Regions from separate parts of the Sus scrofa genome. Here region 2 is linked to region 1. Evidence: chromatin contacts called from public HiChIP or PLAC-seq data. All regions are on one chromosome and are shown on one strand. Each heading gives the region's core, a stretch centred on a gene start, on an enhancer-like site or on the middle of the called end of the contact. The rest is flanking DNA. Distances are from core to core; before and after follow the strand shown. Region 1 overlaps HELZ (probable helicase with zinc finger domain). Region 2 overlaps PITPNC1 (phosphatidylinositol transfer protein, cytoplasmic 1).

What was found. HiChIP or PLAC-seq counts read pairs in DNA pulled down with a chosen protein or histone mark.
Region 2: an H3K27ac HiChIP or PLAC-seq map of alveolar macrophages shows a contact between it and region 1. The contact joins two enhancer-like sites. A contact is called at or near these places in 1 of 47 Hi-C or Micro-C datasets (embryonic fibroblasts) and 1 of 2 datasets of contacts at active chromatin or transcription factors (alveolar macrophages).

Annotation. Positions count from the first base shown.
Region 1 is chr12:13,631,672-13,635,710 of Sscrofa11.1, reverse strand. All of the region lies in intron 3 of HELZ (probable helicase with zinc finger domain), which reads left to right. Among named protein-coding and RNA genes, the nearest start is that of HELZ, 21 kb to the left of the region's middle. Within about 2 kb of position 1,755, at least 3 of the 83 cell types and tissues checked have an H3K27ac peak or open chromatin away from gene starts, as enhancers often do. A contact at or near this core is called in alveolar macrophages, where this site is marked.
Region 2 is chr12:14,011,057-14,015,095 of Sscrofa11.1, reverse strand. PITPNC1 (phosphatidylinositol transfer protein, cytoplasmic 1) reads right to left here. Exons shown (of 9, transcript NM_001143722.1): 9 at 1-168. Among named protein-coding and RNA genes, the nearest start is that of NOL11, 23 kb to the left of the region's middle. Within about 2 kb of position 2,210, at least 24 of the 83 cell types and tissues checked have an H3K27ac peak or open chromatin away from gene starts, as enhancers often do. A contact at or near this core is called in alveolar macrophages, where this site is marked.

The DNA of each region.
Region 1 (4,039 bases), core at 506-3,005:
CTCGTTGTGGGTAGAACCTATGTCCCAGGGCTCCAGAGATGCTGCTCATTTCGTTGTGTCACAGCGGGAACTCTGATAATCAGTATTTTTAATTTAGCCATTCTAATAGGTATGTAGTAGTATCAGGTCATGGTTTTAATTGGCATTTCTCTGATGATTAATGCCATTGAATGTCTTTTCATGAGTTTATTTGCCATCGTTATATCCTCTTAGTGGAGTGTCTGTTGAAATCTCTTGCCCAGCTTCTAAATGGGTTGTTTTCTTACTGTTGAGTTTTGAAAATTCTTTATACATCTGGATACAAATTTCTTTTTTTCCAGATATGGGATTTGTAAGTGTTTTTCTCTTAGTCTGTAGCTTATCTTTTCATTCTTTAAATAGTGTCTTTCAAAGAGCAAAAATGTTTAATTTTGAGAAAGTCCAATTCATAAATTTTTCTTTTTTTTGTATTATACTGTGATGGATAGATTTTTCTATTCTATAAAAGTGGTGAAAAATAACAGTGATGGAATGTTCTCAAAAGTTGACTTTTGTGGAAGATGCAAATGTTATTTTCTGGAAAGGTGGTAATTAATATACTCCTTAGTCTTGGGAACATCTAGGACTTTTGCTTAACCAAAAGATGTGATTGGTTTAGGTTTTTGAGGGTTTTCACATTTTTTTTTTAAATGGTAATCACTAATGTGGCTAAATATGTATACTTTCATAATGCAGAATTATGTAGGAATTAGTCTTTATGACTATTCCAGAGTTAAAAGAGTAGTATTTTACATTGACATTTGAGCTTTTAGGAGCGCTTGAGTTTGAGTCTCTGTTCCACTGGAACAGCATTAGAACTCTGATTATAGCTCCAGAATCAGTGTCATGGCTCAAAACATGAGCTGCATCAGATTGTCTGCATTTGTATCAGGCCTCTTATTTCTAGTAACTGTTGGTGAGTAACTTCTTTGTGCCTCAGTTTCCTTACCTGTAAATGGGAAAGATGTTGTTAACATCTACCTTATAAGGTCATTATGAAGATTCAGTTAGATTACATAATATATAGTCACTTCAGCAGCATCTGGCACACAGTAAATATTCAGCAAATGGCTCTTATTGTTATTATTTTTATTATTATTGCTTTATGATAAAATTGTTTAAACAAATGTTTTGGAATATTTTCAAGAAGCAGAGTAACTAAATATCACACATATTAAGTCATTTCTCTCCCATGCCATTTTTTTCCCTTTTACACTTGTTTTTATTAATCAATAACTGTGACCAATGTTATTAATAATCATGTGTATGTACATTGTTTTGCAACTATCAGTTTGTTTTTCACATCTTGTGAGGTCCTAATCAGATATACACATATATATCAATTAGCTTCAAGTGTCTGAAATAGCAACCTAAACTGGCTTGAGCTACAAAGAAATTTGAATTAGGCTCACCTAAGTGCAAAGTCCTGGCACAGCTAGCTGGATTCAGGGCTAAAGTGAGGTCATCAGAACTCAGGTTCTCCCACTTAATCACCTCTGCCTCTTCCAGTGTGGACTTCAGTTGTAGGCACTGTATGTTAGAAAAATGGCTACAGTGTATTCAACCCCTGTGTGGCCTCTCACATTTTAGATTCATCAGGAAAGGGCACCTATCTCTTTCCCAGAAGCCTCAGCAAATCTCATGATGTCTCATTGGCTCTTATGGAGTCACATGTCTGACCTTGAGCCAATCCCTGTTTGGGGCTATGAGGCTCGGATTGGCCAGTTCTGGTCACGTGCCACACTTGGGTCTGTGGTGGAGTCAGCTCCTCAGGAACACCAGGACTGAGGGGAAGAGGTGAATACTCAGAGGGAAATTGTGGGCTTTTATTACCAGAAAAAGGAATGGATACTGGGTGGCCAAACAGCTAATGTGATACTAGTCTCTTGTATAGATTAGTAACAGATCACAGGAGTTCATGAATTTGGATTAGAATCTTGGTTTCTGATTTCAGCTTTTTTTGTCTGTGAGGTTATATCCTTCTAGTCTGTGCTCCCCTCAGGGGTAAGAGTTTGCAGAAAGTTATAGTGTTTTATATCCTTCGAAAAGTGAAAGTTGGATAATTTTTAACAGGAAAAGAAAGAATTGAGGCAGATAGGGGTGGACCTCACAGTGGGTGGATGTGGTGCTTCTCCTACCCTGGTGTGATTTATGTGACTCAGCTCCATTCTCTGGGCCTTTCTGTCCCCATGGGAGAGGCTCTTACAAGACCCAGCTTGGTCAGCATCTGTCCTTGGATCAGGCTATGCTGGCCACGTGGCAGAATCTCATGCTATAGATACGGATGTATCTATGTATCCTTGACAAGAAGGTCGGCTACATGGGGAGGTGTATCTGGGAGCTGGCCTAGTACACAAGTGGTGCTGGATCTCTCTGTGGGTTTTCTGTAGTCCATTATAGTGTGGCTTGAGATATTGTCTCACTTTGACTTTGACCGCCAGTTTTGTTTTGTGTTTGCGAAAACACTTCCTCAGGAGTCTGTGTAGCAAGGTCATGCTGTTTTTCATGTTTCTGAAAAATCAGAGAAAACAATTACCATGGAATTCCCTTCGTGGCTCAATGGTTAGTGAACCCGCTAGGATCCATGAGGATGTGGGTTCTATCCCTGGCCTCCCTCATTGGGTTAAGGATCTGGTGTTGCTGTGAGCTGTGGTGTAGGTTGGCAGCTGTAGCTCTGATTCGACCCCTACCCTGGGAACTTCCATGTGCCACATGTGCGGCCCTAAAATGACCCAAAAAAACCCCCAAAAAACCAAACCCCAAAAGCAATTACCAGAGACTTGCCTTGCATGGAGATCCACACTACAGCACACTACCTCTGTCGAGCTTCAGGTAGCCCTCAGTTAGAAAGGAATTATCCGGACCTGATTAATTAATTTCACAGAGGTAATTGTGGTAGACATCTGCATGTCTGCTTCCGAGGTAGGCCCCTGAGCTTATGAATCAGAGATATTAACTCTTCAAATTAAGTCATTTCCCCCCATAGCTACTGAAAATGAATAGGTCTGTCTGTAGTCTCTCCTTGTTTTTTTTTTTTTTTTTTTCCCGTCTTTTTGCTTTTTAGGGCTGTACTGGCGGCATATGGAGGTTCTCAGACTAGGGGTCGAATCGGAGCTGTAGCCGCCAGCTTACGCCACAGCCACAGCAACGCAGGATCTGAGCCGCATCTGTGAGCTACACCACAGCTCATGGCAACGCCGGATCCCTAACCCACTGAACAAGGCCAGGGATCAAACCCACAATCTCATGGTTCCTAGTTGGATTTGTTTCCGCTGTGTCACTACGGGAACTCTTCTCCTTGTAGCGCTTAGATTGTCTTTGTTAGCAACATAAAAATGCATGTATTTCTCCGATGGCTATTGGAAATCATAATCATTATTATGATTGCATAATCATAATCATTATTTAAAAAATTTTTTTAATTTTTTGTCTTTTTCTTTTTAGGGCTGCACTTGTGGCATATGGAAGTTCCTGGACCAGGGGTTGAATTGGAGCTGCATGAAGTCCATGCCATAGCCACAGCAGTGCCAGGTCTGAGCCATGTCTGCAACACCAGATCCCTAACCCACTGAGCCAAGGATCAGACCTGCGTCCTCATGGATACTAGTCAGATTCACTTCCCCTGAGCCACAATGGGAACTCCCAAAGTAGAACATTCTAATGAAACCTTTCTTAAACTGGAATGGTGTAAAGTGAACAGTCAGTGGCCGTGGGACTGATGCACATCCATCCTGCTAGTGGATGCATAGAATAGATCGAGCACAGATGCTCACAGACACAGTTCAAAGCCATGTCAGCCTGAGGCTGAGATGCCGAGTATGGTTCCTGGGGAAGGAGCGTGGCGGGGCCGCTTTTGCTCCTGGAGTGAGAATTGCCGCTATAAGGGCTGCATCAAAATATATGCTGAATGCTATTTTTGCTTTTCCCTGCTTTTCTATAAAAGTGGAAATCCTCATTGTATTTCTTTTCTTTCCCTTTTATTATTTTTTTAAATGGATGCATTTGTGGCCTATGAAAGTTC
Region 2 (4,039 bases), core at 961-3,460, 380 kb before region 1:
CATCTGTGGAGAGAGGAGTGGATGGAGCACTAGAAGGGGCACTGCGGACTGAAGAAGGCAGGAGGGGGATGCTGGAGATAGAAATGGCAGGTGGGAAAACGCCAATTTTCTTGTTGGTGGCTTCCTGAGTGGCTCGTTCAAATTCTCGGACCTCATCCATTGTCATGTCTTAAAGGAAAAGAAATAGAAAGAGAAATGAGCAGGCATTTAGAAGAGTTGCAAATGGATTCATTGCTCTGCCTGTTTTTTTCTTTTTTTAAAAAAATGTTTGGCTGCACCAGCGGCATGCAGATGTTCCAGGGGCTAGGGATCGAACACATACCACGGCAGTGACCTGGGCCACAGCAGTGACAGTGTGGGATCCTGAACCCATTGAGCCACCAGGGAACTCCTTTCTGCCTATTTTTAAAGGACCTATCAAAACCCCATGATAAAGGCGTCTCTCCAGATTGTATGTCCAAATTAACATCCAAATACTAAGGCTTAAATTTTTTTCTTTTGGATTGGGGCGAATGTCTGAAAAAATAGTCCTTTGTGAATATCCATCTGAGATTTTCCAAAGCACTCTTCAGTGAGTATTTCAAGTATTCGGAGTAAGAACTTATCAGGAGAGTACAGATCTGTGCCGCTGCTATGTATGTGTCTGTGTGTGTTGTGGGAATGGTGGGTGTTGGAGCTATTATTAGACCTGGCCATCCTTTCTATAAAGGGAAAGTAATTAAGCAATCAATGGCCCCCGAATGATACATATTATTACCTACTTCAGCTTATGAAAATACTAGTATACCTTTGTAGTGTAAACAGGCAAATCGTCAGAATTTCTCCACATGCTCTTCTCTTACTCAACGCATACACTTTTTGCATTCTAGGGGTTACTTGTTTCCTGACTGTGTAGCTATCCTAAGATTTTTCAGATGCTGTGTTTCACTTACTTCACCTTAAAAAAGCAAGTATGATATGACAACAACCAACCAACTCTGCTAATTATCCCCAAACCAAGGAGAAAACAAACAAACAAACAAAAAAACCAACCACTCCTCAAGGAAACACGAAAAGAAAAAGAGCAAAGAACAAAAAGAGAGGATCACTTCATGGGTGAGAATTTTATTTAAAAGAAAAAGGAGCATTATTTGGCGTTCAGGAAGTAGTTCAGGGATGCCTCACTTAATAGGCATTGCCAAGATGATGTAGATTTTCCGAAAACCTGAAATGTTCTTACTACGTGAGGAAGAAAAAAAGTGTTTTAAATGTAAATCTTTCCCTCATGTAAATACATTAAATAATGTATTACAGACATTTCCTACCTTTTAGACATAATACTCTGAAAACATATCACTGTGCTATGATACAGTGATGACTTTGCTAAAGCAAAGAGTTTGAGGTCTCGTCTCTCATTCTCAGGAACTCTATTAGTATTGCTACTACAGTTATTGTTAATTACTCTCAGCCTGGCTACTATCCTCTGCCAACTTTATCACTGCTAACGGGGAAAACAGGTAGCTGGGCTTATTAGAAAAAGCACTGAGTGAAGGCCTAAAGCTTGCCCTTGAGTAAAAGATGAAATTGGCTGCCCCATGGAACTCTTCATCTGTTTCAGCTTCCCAGACACCCATTTTTCATTCCTGTCCTCTCCCAGGGGAACCTTCAGTAGAGGATGGTGCATAAACTAGTAGGAAGCAACACAGCCACTTTGGAAATATTAACTATGGAGTAAATACTCATAACACGGTATTAATAATAAAGACATATACATAATTATGTATGTTCATATCACAACATATGAGCAAACCAGAAATATTGTTTGAAAAGCAAAAATCCTTAAGAGGATTTCCTGGGAATGGTTATTAAAACTTTCTGAAAGGGAAACGTTTTTTACAAAGGGAATAAAAAATCATGACTGTTGATAGAATATAAAACTCAGAATATAGCAGGAAGTACTTGACCTGTAACCTTACCACTTAAAAAAAATACCAAGACTGTTAAATAAGCTAAGAAATGAGATTTAAGTTTTTTCAAAAAGAGGTATTTCAAAACAAATTTTGGACTCCGAAAAAATTTAGCTGTGTTTCTGTTATAATAAATGGATATCATCTTTGAAAAACCAGGTTTTCCATGCAAGTGGCTGAATATAGTGCTCTACTCCAAACATCCAGCAGGGGGCAGAAATCACCCAAGGAAGAGAATTCGGATTCTACACTCTGGTTCACAGTCTCTTAGAAGTTCTCTTCCTTCAAAGTATTGAAGCCGCTCAGTTGAAAAGGAGACTGTTATTTCCTTACTGCTGTGGCCATGGATGTTCATTTTGCCTAATTTCAATCTAGTTTATCTCTACGCAGGTGGATGATTTAAACTTACCGAGCATCCATGCCGTTTTTACTTGTTATGGGCAGCAGCCTTTTGATTTCAAGTTTTCCATTACGATAGAGAAGAAAAATACGGAGAAAGAAATGATGCCCAATTTGATGGAATTCCAAAGAATAAGAGACATGTGGTAAGCATTCAAAGATAACCACTTCGTGTAATTCCTGAGGAGACAGACGTCTCTGAAGTTATGGGAAGGACTGTGCGTTGCAGCCAGAGAACGCACAGGCTTTCCCACGGGCAGACCCATCCCAGGTATCTCTACACAGTAGACTTTCTAATAGTAATAATCACAGTGAAACAGAAAGAAAACCAAAGAGCCTCAAGCTGTAAGCCATAAGAACTCAGAATGAGGAAAGCACTGCGTCACATCCTTTGGCCATGAGGCATCTTCCTCTTTCCCTGGCTTCCTTTGTCTTGTGCTTACAGAGTGAGTAGCTTTCAGAGCTCGGCTGAGGGGGGGAAACGGTGTCTAGCATTCCTAAAGAAAAGGTCATTCAAAGTGATGGAAATTCAAGGACAGTCTCCTTACTGAGCATTTCTAACTTCAGAACAGGGCAAGAGGAAGGGGGGTGTTCTCTTGGAACTGGTCGGTGCCTACAGAGGAACTTCTCAGTTAAGTCTGGTCCAAACAGCTTTCTGCAAATCCAACCATGGCATGCAAAACGGGAAGGAAGAGTCAGGGGCATTTCAACCTCAAGGGCAGTCACATGCAGTCTACGGCAGCGCATGAGCCTTACAAGGCAGATTCCAAAGACATGCACTCCAAAGTCCACTAGACATTTCCCACGTGCAACCAGAGGTCTCCACAATTCTAAAGCGCTTACAACGACAGCCACCTCTCAACATTCTATAACCACGTGGTCAATTTCTTAAGTCTCTACTAGGTATTAACAGACATGCGGGCTCAAGCTAGCACCCAAAGACATCACAGCTCTGGCCAAAGATGCATATCAATGACTTGGGGATAACGTTTTTCTTTGTAACTCATCTTCATGGGAATGAATGACTGAGACAGAACTCTAGTTAAGATGCCAGCGTACACCACACAGTCAGCTCTTCATCACCCCTGTGCCACTAAATAATGTCAGGCTCTCCCAGGCTTAAGTCCCAGGCTGGATCTCATCTGGCTCCTCCTCACCACACCTTCACTGCTCTGCCAGTGGGCACTTGGACAGCAGCCCCATCTGGACATGAACCCAAGTCCCAAGAAACTGGTTGGATTAAGACAGCCATAAAGAGCCATAGAGAGCAGTTCAAAGCAAATGTAAAGAAACCTAAAATACCAGATGAGCCACAGCCCTCCCTTACATGAATGACGGAGTGCTTGCTGTGCCTTCAAAAGTTACTGGCATTGATGTTTTAGTTTTCACACGACATCCGCTTTTACCCCTCTGTTCTTTTGTGGCGCAGGCCACAAAATGTTTCCACTCTCTGTGTTCTTGGTTTCCTGACCCAAACAACCCCCCACGTCAAGCAGCTTTAAAGAATGGAAATGTCTGGAAGCAAGAGCTAACACTGTCCAATGGAGACCCTGCTGAGGTTTTTTTTAACCTATGGCCTCTGGGAGACGATGCTTTTTTTGTGGACGTTTGAGACGTGAGCGTTTGAAGTCACTTCAAAGATCTGTTTACGTGTACGTTTGGTCAAAGGTGGGCAACATGTTTCAAAAATTCTA